Linked DNA regions of Zea mays: all the other regions are linked to region 1. The links are chromatin contacts, called in public Hi-C maps. All regions are on one chromosome and are shown on one strand. The core of a region is the stretch at or near the end of the contact, and the rest is flanking DNA. Distances in the headings are between cores, read along the strand shown. Region 1 has its middle 380 kb from the start of LOC100276190. Region 2 holds the start of LOC100278771. Region 3 has its middle 110 kb from the start of LOC103632402.

Region 1 (4,456 bases), core at 1,362-3,861:
TTTCTCCAGTTTGATAAACACAATACATCTCCCCAAAGGAAGGGTGACTAACAAAACCAAATCGAGAACCTCTGTAACCAGCCTTGGCAGAGCAAGTATTGTGCCCGGGCCCTATTGACGGCCCTACGGCGAAGCCAACTACTCCTCTGGTTCCTCTAATTAATCAGCTAAGGGCATCCCATTCCACCCTCATGGTTGCACTATTATACCGGGTTGTCACTCCCCAAACAGGTCCTTACGGAGAGGTGCTCAGGAAACATCCTGAGTCCCCTAAAGTATCACAATATCATCATTAGGATAACATCATCGTATCATAAATAATCACATTATGTTCATTGATTAAGTTAAAGTAATAACATAAGCTAACCATGATTAACCTAAAAAGGTAAACAAGGATAAGGTAAATACAGACTAGTCAATCCTTAAGTTTTCAATAATGTAATGCGAGACACTGAATTATAAAGTAAAATAGGACATGATAGGTCTGAGGACACTTGCCTTCACCAGGTTGTTGCTCAGGAAGAACTTCGGCAACACACTCAGGAACCACCGGCTGCTCGTTGTCTAAATAAAGCAATCATACATTCAATACATTTGGAAAGTACAAATGAACAGCTGTCACACCCGAATTTAAGGGACAAAGCCGGGTGCATCTCATATATGCGCCAAAGAAGACAAGACATATAAATCAGAGTGTAAAGAGATAAATGTCAAAATATAATCAGAGTACATATTACATAGAGGAAGTCTTACAAAATAATAATATAAAACGAACAAAAGTCCATCCTTGGCGCCATAAAGTCAACTGGGAGACGCCACCTAGATCAAGTCGAACTCCTCGTTGTGTGGCTCCTCTTGAACCACCTTTTCTTCTCCTGTGGGGGGTGTGAGACAGCAAGGGTGAGCTCACACATGTTCATCGCTCAGCAAGTTGTGGGGAATAATGTGCATGAACTCACCAAAGGTGGGAGTTCATGTGAAGTGTAAGGCTGATCAACAAAATAAAGGTTGAAGCTGAGCATTGCTTTTATAAGTTGGTCAAAATTTTATTAGCAGTTACTAAGTTTAATTAAATACCAAACCTTAATAATAATAAACTAATCCCGATGTGATGCAAATGACAAATTGAATTTAATTCCGTAAATTAATCATGTGAGTGTTCGAGTCGCTCATGACCGTGAGCACGGCTAGTATACCAGTTTTACACTCTGCAGAGGTTGTACCATGTACCCACAAGTCGTGTATCCCATGTCGCCAGGGTTTGCAAGGCCCTTAGACACTACCGAGGTGAATGGCTAGTGATCCACTAAGAGGCCTTTACAAAGTTCCACTAGCTTCCGAAAACCCGCTACAGTTTATGGGAAGAGCACTTGCAAGAATCCCTCGTCTGACCGCCATCGCAATAAAATCAACCCGAGAACCTCCCTGCATGCAACTCCCCTATTGCCCTTGCCTCTTTCAGGTAAGGTAGTCTTCCACTAGCTTTCCTAATTAGTCAGCCAAGGGCGTCCCGTACCACCCTTGTGCTGACACTGTTTTCCCGGGTGGTTCACCATGTTCCCATTTACATAATGATCTTATCATGAACAGTAGATAATAAACTGATAACAGAAGTGTGAACATGAGGAATGTATATCTCTATACCCAAAACCACATAAAGCAATAGCATATACTACCCAAAAATTTAGTGGTAAAACAAGGTATAAAGATAGCCAAAGTAGGGTAACCTATTGGATCCCATCAAATTAAACTATGCAGATCATTATGATTAATAAGAACATGACTGGGTAAAAAGGAAGTGATCAAGGACACAACTTGCCTTCAATGAGCTCCTTCTTAGCAACTTCTATCTGCTGGGCACCAGGATCCTCAGCCACTAGCTCCTCTACTCGCCACAATACAAACAAGCACAGTATATAGAGAAAATTAACATAACACCAAACATGTAAACAAAATACATAATAATAATCTACACATTAAAATAAGATCCTAGGAACATGAATCATTAATTTTGTAGTTATAGATTTTAAGTTATGAATTTCCAAAGGTTTTATGTGCTTGATATATGATTAATTGAGAAATCAATTTTATTACTGTTTTCATGTCAAAACAGAGACTCGAGGTGATAAATAATAATATTACAAAATTTTAGAAACTAAAATGGATCAATTTGGAGTTCATATGAATTTTCTATGATTTATACAAGTTCTAGCAATTATTTTTGCACTAAAAATCCATTTCTAATTAATTTTCTCTGATTTTCCAACTCTCTGGACTGGGCGCCAATTACCAGAGAAGGCAGGGTGTCTGGCATAAAAATCCCTAAGACTCAACGCACTGGTAAGTTAGACTGCGGGTTGATTTTCATTTTTCCCGAGGGCTCTTTAACAAAATGCACCCGCAAAGGGGTATCGGCCATTTCTGAGTCGTCAGATTAAAACTCTACGACTAGGATTAGATTTACCAGTGGCCGAATCGGTACGTAATTGCCACCGTCGGATCGGACAACAACGCTCTGGATTGAAATAAGCATCATCTTGCCTCACCCGCTCAGATCGCATCCAACGACGGTGACTAATCCCGCGCTACTCAACTCTCAGACTGAATCAGCGCCGTTTGTTGGTGATCTAGCGGTATAGACATCACCTAATACGCGATATGATCTGGATCGTTGATCCATTGATCAACCGTCCACATCCCGTTGTCTTCCCCCCCCCCCGACCAATTCCCCCCCAAATGACCGACGACGGCAAGGACCACCGCCGGCGACGCAATTCTCAGGCCTGGGTGCACCAAGTTCCAATTAAATGCTTCTACACGTTGCAGTTATGAAGGCGGGTTCGGGCGAGGGTTTCTTACTAGGAGTTGCCGGTGCAAGCGAGCTGTCCACGGAGAGGGGCGGTTCCGCCCGAGCGCGCACTCCGGTGAGAAATTCCTCCTGATTCGGGGTCGACCAGCACGTCCCGAGGGCACAGATGGATCAACCAGGCACCGACGCACTCGCACGGTCACACGTAGAGAACGGAACACCGCCATGGGGCGATTTCACCGGCAGCATGGCTTAACTGGACACACGGTTTCACGAGCAGTGGAATTCTCACGTAAATTCGGGGGTGAAGGTATGACCGGGGTGCCCACATCTTTATATACACGTGCATGGAGCCACGACTTCAAGGTTCGACTGATGTCAGGGAATCCGGAAGAGTAGTTGCGGACGCAGCGTTTTCGGGGGAACGGAGTCGGGCTGCGCGCGGAACTCGCGCACAACGGGCACAATGACTAACAGGCCCCACTGGTCAGTCGCAGAAATAGTCGCAAGCGCGTGACCGGTCTACTGGGGAGTGGGCCCCACGCAGCAGCCAAAGAGCTAGCCCGCGCGTGAGATGGAGCTTGCGCCGTGCGGAGGAAAACAGGAGTGGGCCGCACGAGTCAGATTTCAGCCCAAGTTAGGCTTAGGTTTCAAGTTCCCTTTTTATTTTATTTTCTGTTTTAATTCCTTTTTGTTTTCTTTTTATTTTCAAACCTAGAATTTGAATTCCAATTTCTCCTCAAAATTTGTACTAAATTCAAATATTCAACTTGAATATTTTAGTGGAATGAGTTTTGTTATGGATTTATTTTGTGTTCTATAATATTTCTTCCTTCTCTTTTCTAAATTCTTGAATTTCCTTTAGATCTTAAATTCTACTTTGGACTTTATTTTTTTTCTTTTCACACTATTTTTGTATTGTCACAAAGTGCACACAAAATAAAGCCCAGCATGATGCATGATTTAATGGTATGTCTTCTATTAATTATTTTTTTCCTTTAAAGTGAGGAGTTCACATGTGATGGTAATTAAAGAGTGCACATACAATAAGGAAATAATCTCTCCTTTAGTAATCTTACAATTTGGGTATTACAACAGCACAACAAACATGTACAAACATTGGAACACATCTCACAAGGTATAGTATTAATTAAAGAAGAAGGAGATCAAATTATAAAATGAACTAATCTCAATTAGGAGTTGATTACTCTTTAAGTGTTGTTCATGATTACATAATCTGATAGTATTCATTTTATTGAGGCCTAAAGGTTAAACCAGAGATTAATTCTTATCTTACACATTATTAAACTCACAAGATTAAACATCCATTTACTCCTAGGGTTCTCCTTATTATTTATTCTATTAAAGGAATAAATCTACATATACATTAATCTTATATTCTAGGTATAAAATTAAAGTGTACAGACTATAGATGAACATAATTTATTTGGACACAGAATAATCTTATGAACATTTTGCAATTTGATCCACTAAATTTGGAGTTCATATGAAAAAGATATGAAATAAACAAGTTTTGAAGTTTAAAATATGAAATTAGGTCTAATTCTGTAATTATTTAAAAGCACAGGGGGTTGTTTAAAAGAACGCAGGGGCCTCCGCGCGAAAACCAGGGACGACGGGTTCATT
Region 2 (4,456 bases), core at 511-3,010, 860 kb after region 1:
CACGCCAACGATGGCCGCGAGTGCAAGGGAGCGCGACGTGGGTAACTGACAGCTGGGGTCGCGCGGTCGGCGCTAGGAACCCCAGGGAGTTTGGCCGCGGCCAGATCAATTCGGCCCATGCGGCAACAGGTGGGTTCCTTTTTTTCTTTTGTTTAATTTCCTGGTTTCATTTTCTATTCCAAATTCCAAATATTCAAACCAAATTCGAATGCCTGTTTTGAATTTCAGATGTCCAATCTCAAATATAATCCAAATACGAATATAAATCCTACTATTTTCAATACTATTATTTATTCTCCTTCCCATTATTTAATTATAGTAATAAATGACTTTATTACAACTTCCTTTTCCCATTTTCTGTTTTTATATTTTCATTTATAATTTGAGGTCAAATTTAAGTTATGATTCCTTTATTTCAATAAAATGCATCACTACAAATTCATCTGCATGAGATGCACATTTCTTTATTTATTTATTGGTTACTTGACTAATTGATACCATTAACTGAATATGAAAAAGGAAGGGACCTAATTAATCTCCAAAGGTTTAAAAAATTCCCAAAACACTTAACATAAATATGTTTATTTATTTATATCATTATTTTTCTCTGATACAATTTTGGGCTTTACATTAGTCCTTATCTGTGTAATTAGTTTTGCAATTAGATTATATTTAACAGTTACAACTAGTATAAACATCTTATTTGACGGGACTAGGCTTGGGCATTCGGCTAACCGAAATTTTTCGGTTCATTTTTTTGGTTTTTTTAAGTTCGGCTTTTGAATAATGAAAACCAAAATTCTATATAAAAAAGGAAAAACTGATCCTTCGGTTAACCGAATAGTTCGGTTTGGTTTTCGGTTGAACCGAAAAACCGAACATTAGTCATGTGCTCACACAATTTTAGAATTGAACAACAATATTTATTTTCCATGACTCATGTGCAACATTACAAAAGTCATACCAACAACAATTACATGTAATTCAATTAATTTAAGTTAAATGCCACACAAAGGCTCAAATGACAAGCAACAAATGCAGCAAAATGCTCAAAGTAAAACATAAATGCTTTAATCAACATACATAACAACTAAAGATTGGTTAGTTCGGTTTAAACAGAACTAAAAACCGAAAACCAAAACTAAGTTCGTTTTTGAAGAACGGTAACCGAAGAATATTTTTTGGTTTGACCAATTTTGGCTTTTCGGTTTCGGTTTTTTTCGGTTACGGTGTTTGGTTTTTATGTCCAGGTCTAGGCGAAACTAGAATTTCATCTCTAGAACCTAAACGGGCTTTTAGAGAACAAGAGGGTCTATGCATGTTTGGTTGCATGCTTCAGGCGCCAAAAATTGCCACACAGTTTGTGTCACATTTGACTAAGATTAGACGTTCAAATTCTACGCTACATTATGACATGGCTAAAGGAATCTTGTCACACTTTTATCAATCATTGATAGTGAAACAAAGAAAAATTATGCCACATCTATGGCTCTAAATCAAACTTGCGTCTAACTCGATCAAACTTGGCTAACCTTAAACGTATTAAATTGTGACAAGTGAGGCAACAAATCAAACAAGCTCTAAATAATTGCGACGCTTGGAATGGCCTGTCTGGATAGATAGATATCATAGACAACAATAAACATAACGATATTTTTAGAATTTTAAGTTTCCCTCTAAAATTTCTTATCCTATATATTTGAAAGAAAAAAAATAAATAAAAACGGATGGAAAATGAAAAACCCGCGGCGAGTGGTGTCGTACTGTCGTCTCCCCGTTCGAGGGGATCAGGGGAATTGGACGGGCTTGCTTCGACTCCACCTCGCCTCCGTCGGCGTCTCATCTCATGCTGGGACTCTGGTGGGGTGGGGATTGACTTCGCTATAGCCCAATCCAGTCAGCAGCAGCTTCCCGCCGCCCCATGCCTCGTCGCGGCCGGTGGCGATGGGCGACGTCCCAGTCCCTTCTCCAGCTCCCCCTGTTTCCGGCATCGATATGACCCCACGCCGCCGCCGTGAGCCCTCCGAGCCCCGCAGCGACAGCGACTGGGACGCTGGATCCAGTCGCGAGGGCTCCCCGGACCTCCTCCGCCGCGCGCCCGCCGTCCAGATCTCGCGCGCCTCCTCTTCCTCGTCCTCCTGGCTCCGCGAGATCGAGCGCGACCGTGTGCGCCTCGTCAGGGAGTGGGTCCACATGGCTGCCCGCGACCGTGACGACGACACCGGACCCCCACCGTCCCCCGTCCATGAACACGCTCGCAGGGACGCCCCCAGGATCCGCGGCCGCCAAGCGCGCCTCGAGCTCGTCATGCGCATGGCCGCCGACCGCCAAGCCGAGCTCCACCGCCTCTCGCAGCACCGCGCCGTCTCTGACTTTCCGCATCGCAACAGAATCCATGTCGGTGCTTCTTTATTTCCCAACTCACTGTTCCATTACTTGACAATATAGTGTCCTACTTTGCATTTGTCAGATATATCTGACTTGATCAGATTTTCGTCTGTACTGCAGGCGCTGCTCCGGGGTCGGTTTCTGCGCAACAGCGGTTTACCAGAGGAGAGGAGGCCCCCATCTGTGGCCGCAAGGGAGCTTGGCCAGCTGCGGCAAAGGCATCCTGTCTCTGGTTTGAGGTACGCTTGTGTGTTGAGACAAGAATGTTGAGGCTGCATCTGCTGCTTAATGGATATATAGGTTCCATTTCTTTTCTGTTGGGATAAATGCATCTGTATGCTAGATAAATGGTTCACTGTTGCAACATTCTGATACTGTAGCTGGAAGGGTTACATCTTTTAAGGAGTTCATGTTTGCAAATGTTCTGCATCATGAAGCAGAAAGATGTTAGTAGCACACGAAAGATGGTAACTTAACAAGTGCTGTACTTATATATGATGATGATAAAGATAAAAAGTTTGTGTTGCTAGTAATGTAAACTTTAACTCACCAAGCAGTTAGTGCTCAGCTTCGGATTATTGCTGCCAAGCAGTTAGTGCTCAGCTTCAAGTTATTGTTGCTTATTGTTGTCACGATATGACACCGGCGTACCGCACATACCAAAAGAAGAGGAAAAAGTTTGTGGGTAGAGGTAGGGGCGTAGGTTAGATGTATGTTGATGCTAAGTGTAGCCTGGTTACTAGAACACATGCAGTTTGTAGAGGTTCGGGTCACGCTATATGTAATACCCTATGTTCTTGTGTATGATGGATTGATGAACACAAAGGTGAAGAAGATTAGAAGCTCAGATCTCAACTGAGCACCATGATCTCCTAGATCCCCTTTTTTCGTTTGATTGTGGTGAGAGTTCTAGACTACCGATGTCTAGTTCATCTCTATGTCTACCCTTTCAAAATAGGTTGGATTCAATCTGCCTCTACGCTAATATACTCCCTTTTACAGATCAAGAGAGGAGAGAGTTACAAACCTGTAGGATAGCGGCCCCCACCTAGTAGGGGCTCCAACTATTTTCTTGTTATAGTTGTGGGGTCGTATGTAGGGCATGTTTGGTTCGTTACCTCAATTACCACACTTTGCCTCACTTTTCTGCCTAAGGTTAGTTTTTCAATTTGAACGACTAACCTTAGGCAAAGTGTGGCACAGTTAGCCACGAACCAAACAGACCCGTAGTGTGGCATGCCCTGGTCATGCCACAGTATCGAGCATGCCATGGAGCAGTGGCAGATATGTCTTGTCGCCAAGGTAGGTATGACCTATCATACGAACAGGTACCAGAGTCCATGTCGTCGAGTACAACGTAGTTGGTAAACATTATAGCCGTCTGTACTTTATAATGCGTCGTGGTACTCTGACGTGTTCAAGCATGGCTACATAAATGATGGCACATATCCAACAATGGACTTGAGTATTCTTGTTGCCTATATCGTGGCAACAATGTCCCTATTTGACTGTAACATCGTCCGTCACATTTAATGTGATGGATGGAAGGCTTATCTAGATCGCTAACGCCATCTGGAGTAGGGTTGAATATAGCTGTACCTTGAGGGACCGTCTTGCCGTAGGGGCAGGGGCCAACCATATTCTTTTGGTCTTTAGGTGCTCCGTAGCTGAATTAGGGACTATGTTTTCCTCATGAAGGACCTTGGGTCCTAGGGGGCCATGACTTGGCCATTGGTAAAAACTCCTAGGTCGAGGGCCTTAGAGATCTAGTGGTGCTCTATAAAGGCTCGAGCAACCGAGTGAAATCTAAGTCTGGAAGCGCATCAAAGACTGGAGGGCCCTGAGGCCTTAGGGGCCTCGGGATTTAGCCATTCTTACATACGACGATTATGGGGACAATCTTACAGTTCTAGAGGGCCCCGAGATCTAGTCCCCCATTATGATGGGCCTCTACATTAGCCAGAGCCAAGGTAGGTTCTCCGAGGCACGGGGCCTTAGGAACACGTGCAAAACAATAGGCTAGCCTATGTAATTTCTTCTATCGAGATCCTTAGAAGGCGTCTTGGTA
Region 3 (4,456 bases), core at 557-3,056, 630 kb after region 1:
CATCGCTCAACAAGTTGTGGAGAATAATGTGCATGAGCTCACTTACATTGGGGCTCATGTGAACTGTAAGGCTTACCAAAGGAGATGATTAAAGCTGAGCATTTTTTTAGAGTTGGTGAAACTTTTATTAGCAGTTACTAAGTATAAGTAGATACCAACCCAAATAAATATGAGATCATAATTGATAATAACACCCACAATGCAATGCGAATGACAAATTAAGTTTAGTTCCAGAAATTACTCATGTGAGGGTCCGAGCCGCTCATGACCGTGGGCACGGCTGATATACAAGTTTTACACTCTACAGAGGTTGTACATCTTTACCCACAAGTCGTGTTACCCATTTTTCATGGGGTCATGAATCCCATACATCTCTACCAATGAGACGAGGCAAGGTAGCACTACGAGGCCTTTACAAAGTTTCACTAGCTTCAGAAAACCTGCTACGGTTTCTGAGAAAGGCAATATAGGAATCCCTCATCTGAAAAGCCATCACATCATGATCGACCCGAGAACCTCCCTATACCGCAGCTCCTCTACCGCCCTTGCCCCTTTCTGGTAAGGTAGTCCTCCACTAGCTTTCCTAATTAGTCGGCCAAGGGCGTCCCATACCACCCTTGTGGTAGCACTGTTTTCCCGGGTGGTCGCTCCATGTTCCAATTAACATAATCATCTTATCATGAACAATAATTAAAACAATAGCAAAACTAGAACATGATCATAATATAACATTAATTTCCCAAAACCATGTAGAGCAATAACAAATCTTCCCAATAGTTCTTTTGTTTGCAAGGTGTGGGATAAACAATGCTAGGGATACCTATTAGGTCCCATCAAATTAACCTGAGCATGTCAAAGTGATTAACAGGAACACTATTAGGTAGAGAAAAGTGATCAAGGGCGCAACTTGCCTTAGACTTGAGATCCTAGGTACCAAGTTGGTCTTCAGATTCTTGTGACCTCACCGCTATTCGTAGCAATACATACAAATAGACAAGGATCACATAACAGTACACCAAACATGAGAACAAATAACGTAAAAATATTCTACGCGATGCTACGAGAGTGTAGGTTCAAGAACCACTAAAATCGGAGTTACGGTTAAAAAGATATGATTTTCAAAGATTTAGGTGATTAAACAATAAAAGATATATTATATGTTAATTAATATAAATCATTTGAGAAATAATTAATTAAACTTTAATCCAAGTTATAACTTCATTATAGGTTGTATCTTTAGCCAGGTTATAATCATGGACAATATCTAACTATAAAAGTAAGTGATATGTTATAAATAATGTTGTTATTGTATAGGTAATTTTGTTACAAAGCTAACGCAACTTGAACAGATCAAATCAGAGTTAAAATGAATAAGTTATTATTTTTCTAAGTTGCGGGGATCAATTTTCATCTTAATAATCACTTTCTATATTAATGTTATCAATATCCAGCGCTCATGGACTGCGGTTTGCATTTATTTAAATATCAGGGACTAAACTGCTAAAATCAAGGACCTAAGTTTAATATTCTAACACTACATACAGACTGCGGGTTGATTTCATAGAGGTCCGAGGGTTCTTTTGCATATCAGCGCGACCATAGGGGTATGCTTTGATCTGCACCATCAGATCATAAACCAGTGGCGCGGATTAGGCCAACCTTCTACACGAACCGGTATTGCACATGTGGTCATCCGATCATGATCTGAAGGTTCAAATTTTAAAATGATGTGATCTAATCTTACCCGCCCGATCAGAGTTGGATGGCTACGACGTGATCCTCCCTATTCTAATCCCAACCGTCCATACCCGGATCCACGGCCACCGCGCGCTTAGCCGAACTGGTATGTTACTTCTAATCGTGGCCATCCATGACCGGATCAGCGGCCACGTGATTGTCTCACCCCCACGCCCGATCCCATGGCGGCGCAGTGATCTCCCACGGCGGCTCTACCCCGACGAACACCCAGCCAAGTGATCCTGTGAACAAAAACGAGTGCAAAGCGTTGCTACGCGATGCAGTAGCATGGAGTAAATGGGTCCAGGGCTTCCTATCGGGGTCTTGATGCAGTAGTGGGTGCGGCCATGGTGCAGGGCGGAACCATGGCGCTCCTTAATTCCAGCGAGCGATTCCGATCGCTCACGACCGTGATTCCTCTTGAAGACGTGATGAGCAGGTTCCATGGTTGTCAATGAGGCTCCTAATCCGAACAACAGGAACGAACAACACCGTAGATGGAGCACCCCATCGGCGGCAACCCTTCTCTCTCCGTCGCGGCGAGCTCTCTATGTTTTGATACTTCATCGTGGCCGAGGGTCGGACTGACGGGATGAGGGTGTACGATCGCAAGTTATATACCCAAGGACAGGTTCTGGTGATGTGAAGTTCGCCCAAGTCCGAGCGTAACCCACGGCACCAGTAAGGGGTTGTTACTATCCGCCGTGCGTGAGTTTGCTTCGAGGAGAAGACCTATCAAGTGGGGCCCACATAGAGGTGAGAGGTTTAGAGCGTGGTGCGGCTGGAGCGCCATGTGGCGGAACCGCCCAAATTATTCTAACTTAAGTGCCCAAGTCCCATCTTAGAGGCAATGACGCACTTAAATCGGAATAAACCGTCAGTTCCTCGGATCTAGTCCGATAAAGCCACTAACAGGATTAAGTAGCACATACTCACTCAAAGGTGAGGCACAGAGAAATACAATAAAGCATAAAACCATAATTTAAAGAAGTACTTAATTGTTATTACATCATCATCGGAGTTTCAAAAGTAGTAATCATTGTTTCGATACATCGGAAATTAACTAACGATAAAAGAAAAGGGAGGATGGGGAAGTCTGGCCCATCACTCCTCCTGCTCCTCTCCTGCTGAGGCAGGGTCCCACTCGACTGTCCAGCCCGGTGGCAGGGCGGATGGTCAAGTCACTCCAGCAACCATGTCTCCAAGGTACCTGTACAATTGTGCCACAAGCAAGGCTGAGTATACTAATACTCAGCTAGACTTACCCGGTATGAGGAGTCTACTCCTCTACCTCTAGACCATGAAGCTGTTTTGCTGAGTGATTTGGTTTGCCAAAAGCACTAGTTGAGTCTAAAATCAAGTTTTATCTTTTCAAGTTCTAAAATAATAATTTAGACTAGATGAGTACCTAGCTATTCATACATGGTATCAAACATTATAGCAATCAACATCTTTTGAAAGTAACCTCATTCCACTTCTTACTCGATGCAGCAGCATGGATCAAGCAGTCTCATTAGCTGCGAGAAGCAGATGATTCGAATCGAGTTTTTAAACCTTGCAAGGTAAACCTAAAACCTAAACACACGACGTGGCGAGACACTACTTCCCGACACACATCAACCGTCCCCATCGATTCCCTGTCAACAGAAAGGGGCTCACCGCCTTGGCATACAATGCCCCACTGACCCTGGCTACCTGTGACGGAACCTCCCAAGTAATTAGGCCCACCTACAGTTGTCCTTGTCCAACGGACCTCAGACAACCCTGTAGGTGCCCCTGAATCACTTGACAAGTTCGGTATCTGCTTTTCTTACCTTTCCCAAGAGCGTTTCACCCGTCACGTAGACATTACAAGCATCAGAGTTACGAGAATACGGAAGCAATTACATAAACTTACCTTTATTTTAAAGTAAGATAAAGTTGAATATGTACAGACCAGATTATATCCTAGGAGTGCAGAGTAATATTATTACATACCCAGGGAGGCAAAAACTCCTCCCGATAAGTTTTACACAAAAGTTCTAATGGAGGATCCTTTCCTCCCGCACTTCATTCCTTGTGTTCTTCCTTTGGCACCACCTTAGAGCAGAAGCAACAAAAATTTGTCGCTTCCTCACCTAAAAACAACGGGGAATAAAACCCTGAGTATGGAATTACTCAGCAAGTCTTACCCGACTAAAGTAAAGACTCTCAAGGGTATGCTGGTTAAGGGAGTCAAGGTAAGGCTTCTCAATAATCAAAGACTCTGTTTGACAGAAATGCTTACTAAAGTGGATCCTTAAAAATCCAGTTTTATTTGTCAAGTTAAATACAATTACCTGCAACTAGAGTTCTTTCTACCCTAGTTCAATCACTTGACCTGCACTAGCCAATTTCTTAACAAACCTTTCATGTTTACTGGATTGCTACGTGTAAGTCAGTGACCAAGTCTTCATAACCGCGAAGGTACGGCAATCCGAATCGATTATACTCAGCTGAGGATATCCAATCACACGACATATGTAGCACTTAACCCTTGCATATGTCAACCCGCCATCGGGGTTCTTAAGACCAGATCAGGTTCAAGCGAACCGAGAGCACAGATACACCACCGTCCAGCCTCTTGCCACGGAGGGTACACCCTACTCTCGCCACCGCTCCACGCCCATTCCGTGTTATCTTATTCTGGCCTTAGTCTGCCCGAGGCAAGGCTTACCCATGATGAGGCATGTGACCAGCT

What was found. A called contact is a pair of places that touch in the nucleus more often than the background predicts.
Region 2: a Hi-C map of tassel shows a contact between it and region 1, with 3 times the contacts expected there. The contact joins the promoter of LOC100278771 here to the enhancer-like site in region 1. A contact is called at or near these places in 2 of 25 Hi-C or Micro-C datasets (leaf and tassel).
Region 3: a Hi-C map of bundle sheath shows a contact between it and region 1, with 5 times the contacts expected there. The contact joins two enhancer-like sites. A contact is called at or near these places in 2 of 25 Hi-C or Micro-C datasets (bundle sheath and ear).

What each region holds. Positions count from the first base shown.
Region 1 is chr7:60,834,651-60,839,106 of Zm-B73-REFERENCE-NAM-5.0, reverse strand. No RefSeq gene overlaps it. Among protein-coding and RNA genes, the nearest start is that of LOC100276190, 380 kb to the left of the region's middle. Within about 2 kb of position 2,611, at least 17 of the 20 cell types and tissues checked have an H3K27ac peak or open chromatin away from gene starts, as enhancers often do. A contact at or near this core is called in bundle sheath, ear, leaf and 1 more, where this site is marked.
Region 2 is chr7:59,972,781-59,977,236 of Zm-B73-REFERENCE-NAM-5.0, reverse strand. LOC100278771 reads left to right here and starts at 1,760. Exons shown (of 7, transcript NM_001407552.1): 1 at 1,760-2,397; 2 at 2,509-2,627. The coding sequence starts at 1,945.
Region 3 is chr7:60,206,596-60,211,051 of Zm-B73-REFERENCE-NAM-5.0, reverse strand. No RefSeq gene overlaps it. Among protein-coding and RNA genes, the nearest start is that of LOC103632402, 110 kb to the right of the region's middle. Within about 2 kb of position 1,806, at least 18 of the 20 cell types and tissues checked have an H3K27ac peak or open chromatin away from gene starts, as enhancers often do. A contact at or near this core is called in bundle sheath and ear, where this site is marked.